Linked DNA regions of Mus musculus: region 1 is linked to region 2. Evidence: chromatin contacts called from public HiChIP or PLAC-seq data. All regions are on one chromosome and are shown on one strand. The core of a region is the stretch at or near the end of the contact, and the rest is flanking DNA. Distances in the headings are between cores, read along the strand shown. Region 1 holds the start of Cox10 (heme A:farnesyltransferase cytochrome c oxidase assembly factor 10). Region 2 holds the start of Tvp23bos (a long non-coding RNA gene).

Region 1 (4,183 bases), core at 370-2,869, 1.2 Mb after region 2:
GAAAGAAAGGTTGCCCTGAGGAATCTGTATACAAAGAAGAAGCGTCCGTACAGACAGATAGTCCAGCACTGAGATGAGCCCTCTAAGAATGAGTACCGAGTGTCTGCATCGAGGAATACTCACAATCAGCGATTACAGAAAGTAACAAAGAAGTGAGTCAAGAAAGACTCACAACAGACACACACACACACACACACACACACACACGAAGAACCCCATAAACTTTTTATTTTAGAAAATGACAGTCATATGAAAAGAGGTGTCCAAGGAGGCTCTATCACTCAACGCACAGCTTTGACAATTACCAAGTACTGCCCAACTTTGTCTCTTCTACCCACCCTTCCACTTCCTGCCCTGGTTTATGAGCCAGAAGGTACCTTTGAGATCACCTAGCTCAGTTACCTTATTATAGACGCGTAAATGTTTCATTAAAGAAAGTCAAATGATCTGCACTGGGATCATACAAACGCACGGGAGAAAAGAGCTCTACAGAAGCACAGTGATCACCACAGTCAGCCAGACACAGTGGGCAGTGTGTAAGTGACAGGGAGGCCTACAGGATGGTTCTGGGCTGTGAGAAGGTACACAATGGCTTCCACTATCTTGTCTGTACTATAGATCACTTTGCCACCATCCATGGATACTAGTCACAAAACCAACCTCCTCTTTAAAATTTCTACCAGCACAATCTCATTCATTCACAAATGACTGAGCATCACCAATGCACATAGGCATTGCTCTGGGCATGAGGGATACAGTGGTGAACCAGGGAGACAGACTATCTTTACTTTCACAAAGTGTTTCTCTTACTGGGAGGAACACACTAAATTGTTGCACATCTGTACTGCAGGTGTGAACAATTACACCGTGTGTTATTCATGATAAATTAATATGATATAAGAAAAGAAGGATAAAGACTCCTATTTTAGTTAGAGTGCTAAGGTTGGCCTCCCTGAAAAGGTAAAATATAGGAGCTTTTCAAGAGTTTGTGATAAACACACATCTGTCAAAAGTCCTTCTGATGGAAGGAGCCATACTGATGGTACAGCGCTGGCTCAATGGGATTCAGTTGGCAGTTATCATTATCATGGTGATTAAGGTAACACTTTAAGCTGGAAGACAGCTCCTTAACGGGGGGGGGGGGGGGGGGGAGGTGCGCTTCTTGTCATTAAAAGGCGGTGGCCAGGAACCGCGGCTCTCATGTGCCAGGCTTGTGGAGCCCCATGGTTTATCCTGTCCCTCCATCTTGCACTGTCTGAAACTCCAAAGAGCACGGGATATCAAGCCTTAGGGACCACCTGGCCTACGGTGCAAAGCTGGTCCACAATACTTGGCCTCGTCCCTTCAGGTGACCCTAAAGGTCACCTCCCTGCCAAGTGACAAGCCAAGGGCTTCCAAGGTTGCAGGCGGCCGGCAACACGGTACCGCACATGGCAAAAAAGAAAACAATTCGTCCACGATCATTCCCAACCGGGTACAATACCTGTGAGGAGGCGCGAGGAAATGGTGTGCGGGGACGCGGCCATAACGTACTGGTGCAGCAGTCCCCAGGACCCCAGGACGCCTCTCACCTCACCGGCTCCTGGGCGCCGCCATCTTGCTAGCCCGCCCTCTGAGTGAGGCGGGACTTCCTCTTGTCACTTCCGGCTCCCAGCGCTCTCTGAAAGCTAGGCTAGCGGAGCTTATAAAGATCGGATGGTAGAGCTTTCGCTTTCCCCTCAGACGCTCCAGATGTAGACTAGGTGAGCTCTCTGCCCGGGAGGGACAGATCGTCGGAGCCCGCGGGCGGAAGGCGAGTCGTGGCGGGGTTAGGGCTCTGGAGTCCGGCCCGGCCCGGCAGTCCCCTGAGCTTGAAAGAATTGAATGCCTCCTCAGTTGTCACCCAGGCTGATCTTGCGCAGGCTGTTGGCTTCTCGTGGAGTTTGGTAAGTAAAAAAACGAGGAAGAAAGAAACTCATTAAAAGAGCAAAACATGACTTACAAGGGCAGTTTGTGTTTGCTTTCAGCGATGAGGTGAGATCTCTGTGGTTCACCTCAGGTGCTGATCAGGGGCCACTGAGACAGGAGTTTGTGTAAGAGCACGCACTGTGTCTCTGCAGCAAGAACTGGTCATGGTGAGCGTCATCCCGATAGGGATAAGGTAGAAAGCGCTATGGAATGAGGTTAGCATTTCTGTGAAGTAGGCTAAAGAAAGGCTTTGAAGAGCCAACTTGCTGCTCAGTAGAAGGAACTGTGAGAGTTTTCCAGTTTACCAGGAAGACAGAGCAGAGAATGGGATTTTCTGAGGCCCATCACAGTTCATCACTGTGGACCTAGGATAATGGTTGTCCCCATCAAATTAATCTTAGACTAAGGAAGAAGAGGATGGATTTCTGGTGAATAACTGAAAAGTTAACAACTGTTCAATCCACTGTTTTTCGAGCACTTTGAAATGCTGTGTTAAGTGAAATATTACAAAGTACAAACCTTAAATCAACAAATGAAAAGCACAATTTGGGATCTAATCACACCAACAGTGAGTGCTGCTTAGGGGAGGCCTTCTGCTTTACAGCTATCTTGGTTAATTAGACCCACTGTTCCTGGAACTCTGATCATCATAAATAAGTTAGCCCTTTACAAACTAGATCTCAGATACCTAACTCAATGGTTACATGGTATGGAACCTGAGGGCTAGAGAGATTGCGTGATTCAAACTGTAGATTGTATAGCAGTCTACTGTACTTCCTATCTCTTTATAGTTGTCTCTTAAAATTTGTGTTATAAAACCAAAAAGTGATAGGACTGTACACCTATAAGATGGCTATAAACAAAATTAATCAATAGCAGGAGTTAACAAGTTAGTGAAGAAGTAGGAATCCTGATACATTGTTTATAGGAATATAAAATATTGTAGCCACTTTGGAAAAGCAGTTTAGGTGTTCCTCAATAAGTTAAACACAGCGCTACCTCCTGACCCAGCTGTGCCTTTCCCAGGTATATTCCCAAGACAAATGACAGCATTCATTCACTCATAATATCCCAAAGTGGATATAACTCAAGTTATACATCAACTGATATTCTGTGACATATCCACATACTGGCCTATTTGCCATGAAATGAAAATAAAGTGCAAATACATACTACAACCATGAAAACAATACTAAGTTGAAGAAATCAATCACAAAAGGCCATGTATTAGATAGTTTCCATGTGTATGAAAATTCCAGAATTCTTAAGTCATTAAAGAGAGGCAGTAGGTAAGTAATTACCTGGTGCTAGTGGGAGGAGTAGAGAGAAAAGAGGAATGTCGCTGGTGGGTACAGGGCTCATTTAGATAGAGAGAAAATGAAAATAGTCCTAAATTGATTGTGGGGTGGTTATACAACTTTCAATATACTTAAAACCTTAGTGTAGACAGTTGATACCAATTTTGTAGATGTAAAATTTTATGAAGATAGTTGTATATAAGTATCTTCATATATTTCATACATGAATACATTATGGAGATAATAGGTGTTATTTTCATAGAAATTGTCTAAAGACTGTCCAACTCTGTCTTAGTTAGAGGTTCCCTTGCTGTGAAGAAGTACCACGACCACAGCAACACTTACAAGGGAAAGCATTTAACGGAGGGTGGCTGACATACAGTTCAGAGGTTTAGTTCATATCATCATGGAGGGAAGCATAGTGCCATTCAGGCAGGCATGGTGCTGGAGAGCCGAGAGTTCTACATCAGCATGTGAAGGCAGCAGGAAAAGACTGGGCCTGGCTTGAGCACCTGAGACCTGAAAGCCCACCCCTTAGTGACACACTTCCTCCAACAAGGCCACACCTCCTAATAGGACCATTCCCTATGGGCCTATGTGGGTCTTTTTTTTTTTTTTTTTCAAACCACCACAGACTCCCTCAGTTTTCATTATTCATCATGCCAGCTTCTCACTGATTACAAGTTCCCCAGCCTCTGCTTCGTATTCCTTGGCATCAGCATACTTCCTCTCTGGGAAAAAAAAAATCTTACTTACAATAGGGATAAATAAAAAGAAATATTTTAATGGTCGTGAGTTGGGGTCCTTCCTTTGTTCCTTGCTACTGAGGGTTTAAATGAAGCAGGCACTTCTAAGCTCTACCTCCAGCCCCATGCTGATTCTTTGCATGATGAGAAAACTTCAAGAGGACTCAACTACTGCTAGGGAGTAACATCTTT
Region 2 (4,248 bases), core at 457-2,956:
GGGAGGAGAAGGAGGACAGAGTGGGGGAGGAGGAGGAGGAGGAGGAGGAGGAGGAGGAGGAGGAGGAGGAGGAGGAGGAGATGACAACGATGATGACTACTACGAAGAACCACCACCACCACCACTACAACCACTACCGGAGTGTCCATGGGTTGAAGCGTTTTGATTTACACACCATTTTCTCCCAGATAATCCGAATTTTTCCAACCGAGTACATCACGCCAGTTACAAGAAACCATTCCTGCCCCACCTTAACCGCCTCCCGCCTTCCTTAAGCTTCTGGAAGCTGCCAGCAGATGGCGCTAGCCCACCTGATTTTTCCTTGTGTGGCCTTGGGAGTCAGACAGGGAGGTAGGTGGGGGAGAGGCCTGAAGTCAGAAGAACGCTGAGCCCAGGCCAAGATTTCTTCTGGCATCTGGAATGCATTAAAAACAACCCACAGAGCTGAATATAATTCTCCTTCGAAGAGAGTGGGGTGGGGAGAGAAGAAGAAGGAGGGAGGGAGAGAGGAAGACAGGAAAACAGAGCGGGGAGGGGAAGAGGGTTGAAAATGGCAGCGACAGGCAGAGAAGCCCGTGGGTCATCCTGGAGACGTGTGCCTCATCTCACTTGTCCATGACAGCTGCCAGCATTTCTGCTCTGGGTGAACAGGGCGACATGGTTGAGAGGAGGAAGCAAGCGACAACCAGAGGGTTCTGATAGGATGGTGGGAAGGGATTCCCAGCCTTCTCCAGCAGGCTCCTCCTCACTGGCTTGGCGGTATCTGCTCTTGAGGGCGCCTCCTCTGCACGCAGCCCTATCGGCTTAGAGCACAGCATACCCGTGCTTATGGAGGCTGTGAGCAGGTTGAATTCCAGGGACCGATCGGCCTTCTCTGCCACTAACCCTCACTCCTCCAACTTCCAATTCAATTTCCTTTTCTCCTGGGCCTTGACGGAAATAGTTTTTAATGGTTGCTCAACCGTGCCACCTAGTGCTTAGCAGATTCTGTGTGAAGAGCAAGCAAAAGACAGTGGGGACATACCATCTGGGAAGGAGGCAGCTAGCTGACTGTCAGTGGGGACCAGTCTTGGGTTTGCAGACCGGTTCTTCTTTTTACTCCTGATACCAAAGGACAAAGACACCCATTCCGCTAAGCTGGGAGAGAGCTGGGCCGGGTTGTGTCTGTCCACTGGGAGGCCATGCCGAGGTACTGAAGAGACCGTGCAGAGAGCTACCAGACAGAACTACCAGGCTGGGCTAAGCTGCCTCTGGGTGTCCTTTGTCCTTCACGGGAGCAGGTGTTGGGAGTCTGATTCTTGGTAAGCGGTATTGGGAGGTGATGTGGAAACTTTAGGTTCTACCTAGTGAGAAGGCTGCCACCGTGTGGTTTGTCCACCAGTACCATAGCACCCACCAGGAAGCCTATACTAGATGCTACCATCTTGTCATTGAACTTGTGAAACCTTGAACTAAAGAAATCTTTTTCCATAATAAGGTATGCAATCATGGGTGTTTCGTTTTAGCCACGGACAATTAACTACTAGTACAACCACCCTGTCAGACTGTCTAATTTCCATGAATTTAATCAAGGACATGGGCCACCAGGAATGGTGCTTTCACATACAACAGCTACCAGCAGGGTCTTAGAATCCTCCTGGCAGGGCTTGCTGAGTGACACAGCTGAGCCCCCAGCCTAACCTTGGAGCCCACTGCCATCTTCTTGCCCTTGTAATCCTACCAGCTGCCCTCCTGGCTCTTCCTGCTCCGGGCTTGCTGTCAGCCCCCTCATGCCATGCCACCCTCAGCCCCACCTCTCCTCTCCTCCTGCTCAGCCTCATGTAGACGTCTACAAAGAGCTGGCAGTGCTTCATGTTCATGTTCATTCTGGGGTCAACTCAAAGTAGTGACTGGCACCACGGACTGGAGCCAGTGTGAGAGGTCAGATCTTGTCCACTGCTGGGTAATTTGAGCCCGTTGTGTAAGCTGTCATAGCCTCAGTTTCCTCATAGGAAAAATGGGATGATGATAGCAGCTATGCCATTGGGTTGTTTTGAGGGCTGAGTTGACACATTTAAGTTGCTTACCCGGGACAAACACTTGATAATGGTTGCTGTTGTTAATAGCTCCCCTTTTCTCAAATCTGGTTGTCTTTAAGGAGTTCTGCTTTATGGGAAAGGGAATGTGGGTGGCTGTGTTAGTCTGTGCCTGGTCCTCTAGACTGATAGTTTCCAAACAGCAAAGTAGGTTTGGAAACATGTAACTACTCTCTTAGGATATATGAGGGAGCAGGGGACTTAACTTTCTGTGGCAGAGTTAACTGTCTATTCCCCAAACCCCATGACCTTTTCCCTCTTAGACACAAGCTAAACTACATTTCCTAGCCTCCCTTGTGAGACTTCATTCTGTGCAACTTAATCAGAGCCTCTGTGATACCAGAGTGCTGCTCGCTGTCCAGTCCTCAAGGCTGGCTTCGTCTCCATCTTTCATTTGATTGAAGAGGACACCAAAGTTCTGGGAGAGATGAGACAGAAGGGTCCCCTGTTCAGAGGGATGAGAGAAGCAACTCCAAGCAAAGAAAGACAAACTTTACCCCGTTAAGCCCATAAAATGTATCTTAGGATCATTTTATACTAAGCCAACGTGTTAAAATAAATTTTGCGATGTTATCTGTTAATTTTTCTGTCTTAGGGTGTTCAAGTTTTAATATGTATCGAAAGATGAAGAAGTTCACATTTACAAGTCAATGCTCAACATTTTAATAACGTATGAACATCTGGGGTCTCCTCTCTGTGGTATTTGAGTGACTTAAGCCCTCCTGCAGGCAGGTGCACACACAATTGGTGACCTTTGGAAACACTCTGCCATCTTTTCATTTCTCTGTGTGACCTACTGTCACCTGGAGAAAGCTCAGGGAAGATGATCAAGAAGTCAAGTGAAACAGTTTGCCGAGGGTCTTAAGTGGGTTGGAGGAATAGCTTAGCATGTCCTGTAGGACAGTAGAGTAAGTATGGCTGACAGCAGTTAATTTCACAATAACACAGGGGATTTTGAATGTTCGTGATGCAAAGAAATGATAGCTTTTTAGGGTGGTGGCCTGTGCCAACCGCCCCCACTAACCATTATATACCAATATCACGATGTCACGCTAGATCCCATTAAAACGTAATTATACTAGCAATGGAGGAAAGCAGACTGGGAATTAGAACACTAAAGAGTTTTATCTCTGATTCTAACTTGGTAACTACAGGCAGGGGATGTTTCCAAGTCCTGGGTGTCCAAGTCCTTGTCTTCAGAATGTGGTTTCTCTGCTGGATGGGTCTACAAGCACTTCTTATCTCTAATGTTCCACGGACTCTGTCGACGTCTGGTTTCAAGTGGGTGTGAGCTTCCTTTGGGACTAAGAGTTGAACAGCTTTAAAGCATCCACAGTGAAGCCCTTGCTCTGCCCTGCTTCTGGCTAAGCTGCCCCATGGAGACATTTCCTAGTTGCTCTCTGGGAACTTGCATCTGCATGGGCAACTTAAGACTGGATCTGAGATGGCCTGTTTTCTCCCATTGAGAGGGATCCATGGGTCCTCAGAACTCCAACTTCTTGTAGCTATCTCCTCTTTCCAGTTCCTGCTCCCACACTGCTTCCTGTGAAGAAAATTCTTGTGTTCCTAAAGACCCCAACGCCCAAGCTGTCTGTTCCAAGGCGATGTTCTGAATTCCAGATGTTTGTTCTCAATGGCCTCCAAACATCTCTGAGGCCAGCATGCTCCTGGCACAGCCGTAGAGCATGTGTTCATATTCTAGTTAGGACCAAAGTCAAAGCAGGAGTGGCTGTCCTCAGGGTTGAGATTTTAATATGATGCTAGAGCCTCGGTGTGAGCACTTCCTCTTCTGAGCTTTGACCAATCCACAGATAAAAAGCAGATTAGTGTGTATGAAAGGAGTTCCATTTTCAAAGCTTGTGTTTGGCTTACCACAAGGAGAGCTGTGCTCATCATAATTATGTCATTGTTAGCATCTTCATTCTGGCTCATTCCAGTTCATTCCAGTTCATTCTGGTTTCAGTTTCACCTGATGATAGAACATATAACCTTGCCAAGCAAGTTCACTTAGTCATTTCAAATATTTTCCTAATTTTCTTCCCCTTAATTTCAGGTCTAGCATTCTTCAACATCTACTGTGTCTCTTGCAGAAATATTGAGAAAACAAAGGTTGGCGTAGTTATGCCACTGTGACAAATTGCCCAGCAAAGACAATATAAGGGAGAAAAAGGAA

The links. HiChIP or PLAC-seq counts read pairs in DNA pulled down with a chosen protein or histone mark.
Region 1: a contact with region 2 is called in an H3K4me3 HiChIP or PLAC-seq map of pro-B cells, with 7 times the contacts expected there. The contact joins the promoter of Cox10 here to the promoter of Tvp23bos in region 2. A contact is called at or near these places in 4 of 39 promoter capture datasets (the 3T3-L1 cell line, hippocampal neurons and liver) and 1 of 115 datasets of contacts at active chromatin or transcription factors (pro-B cells).

The regions. Positions count from the first base shown.
Region 1 is chr11:64,077,853-64,082,035 of GRCm38.p6, forward strand. Cox10 (heme A:farnesyltransferase cytochrome c oxidase assembly factor 10) reads right to left here and starts at 1,620. Exons shown (of 7, transcript NM_178379.3): 1 at 1,484-1,620. The coding sequence starts at 1,526. It overlaps 2810001G20Rik (RIKEN cDNA 2810001G20 gene), which reads left to right and starts at 1,632. Exons shown (of 2, transcript NR_033780.1): 1 at 1,632-1,925.
Region 2 is chr11:62,920,925-62,925,172 of GRCm38.p6, forward strand. Tvp23bos (a long non-coding RNA gene) reads right to left here and starts at 1,707. Exons shown (of 3, transcript XR_388723.3): 1 at 312-1,707.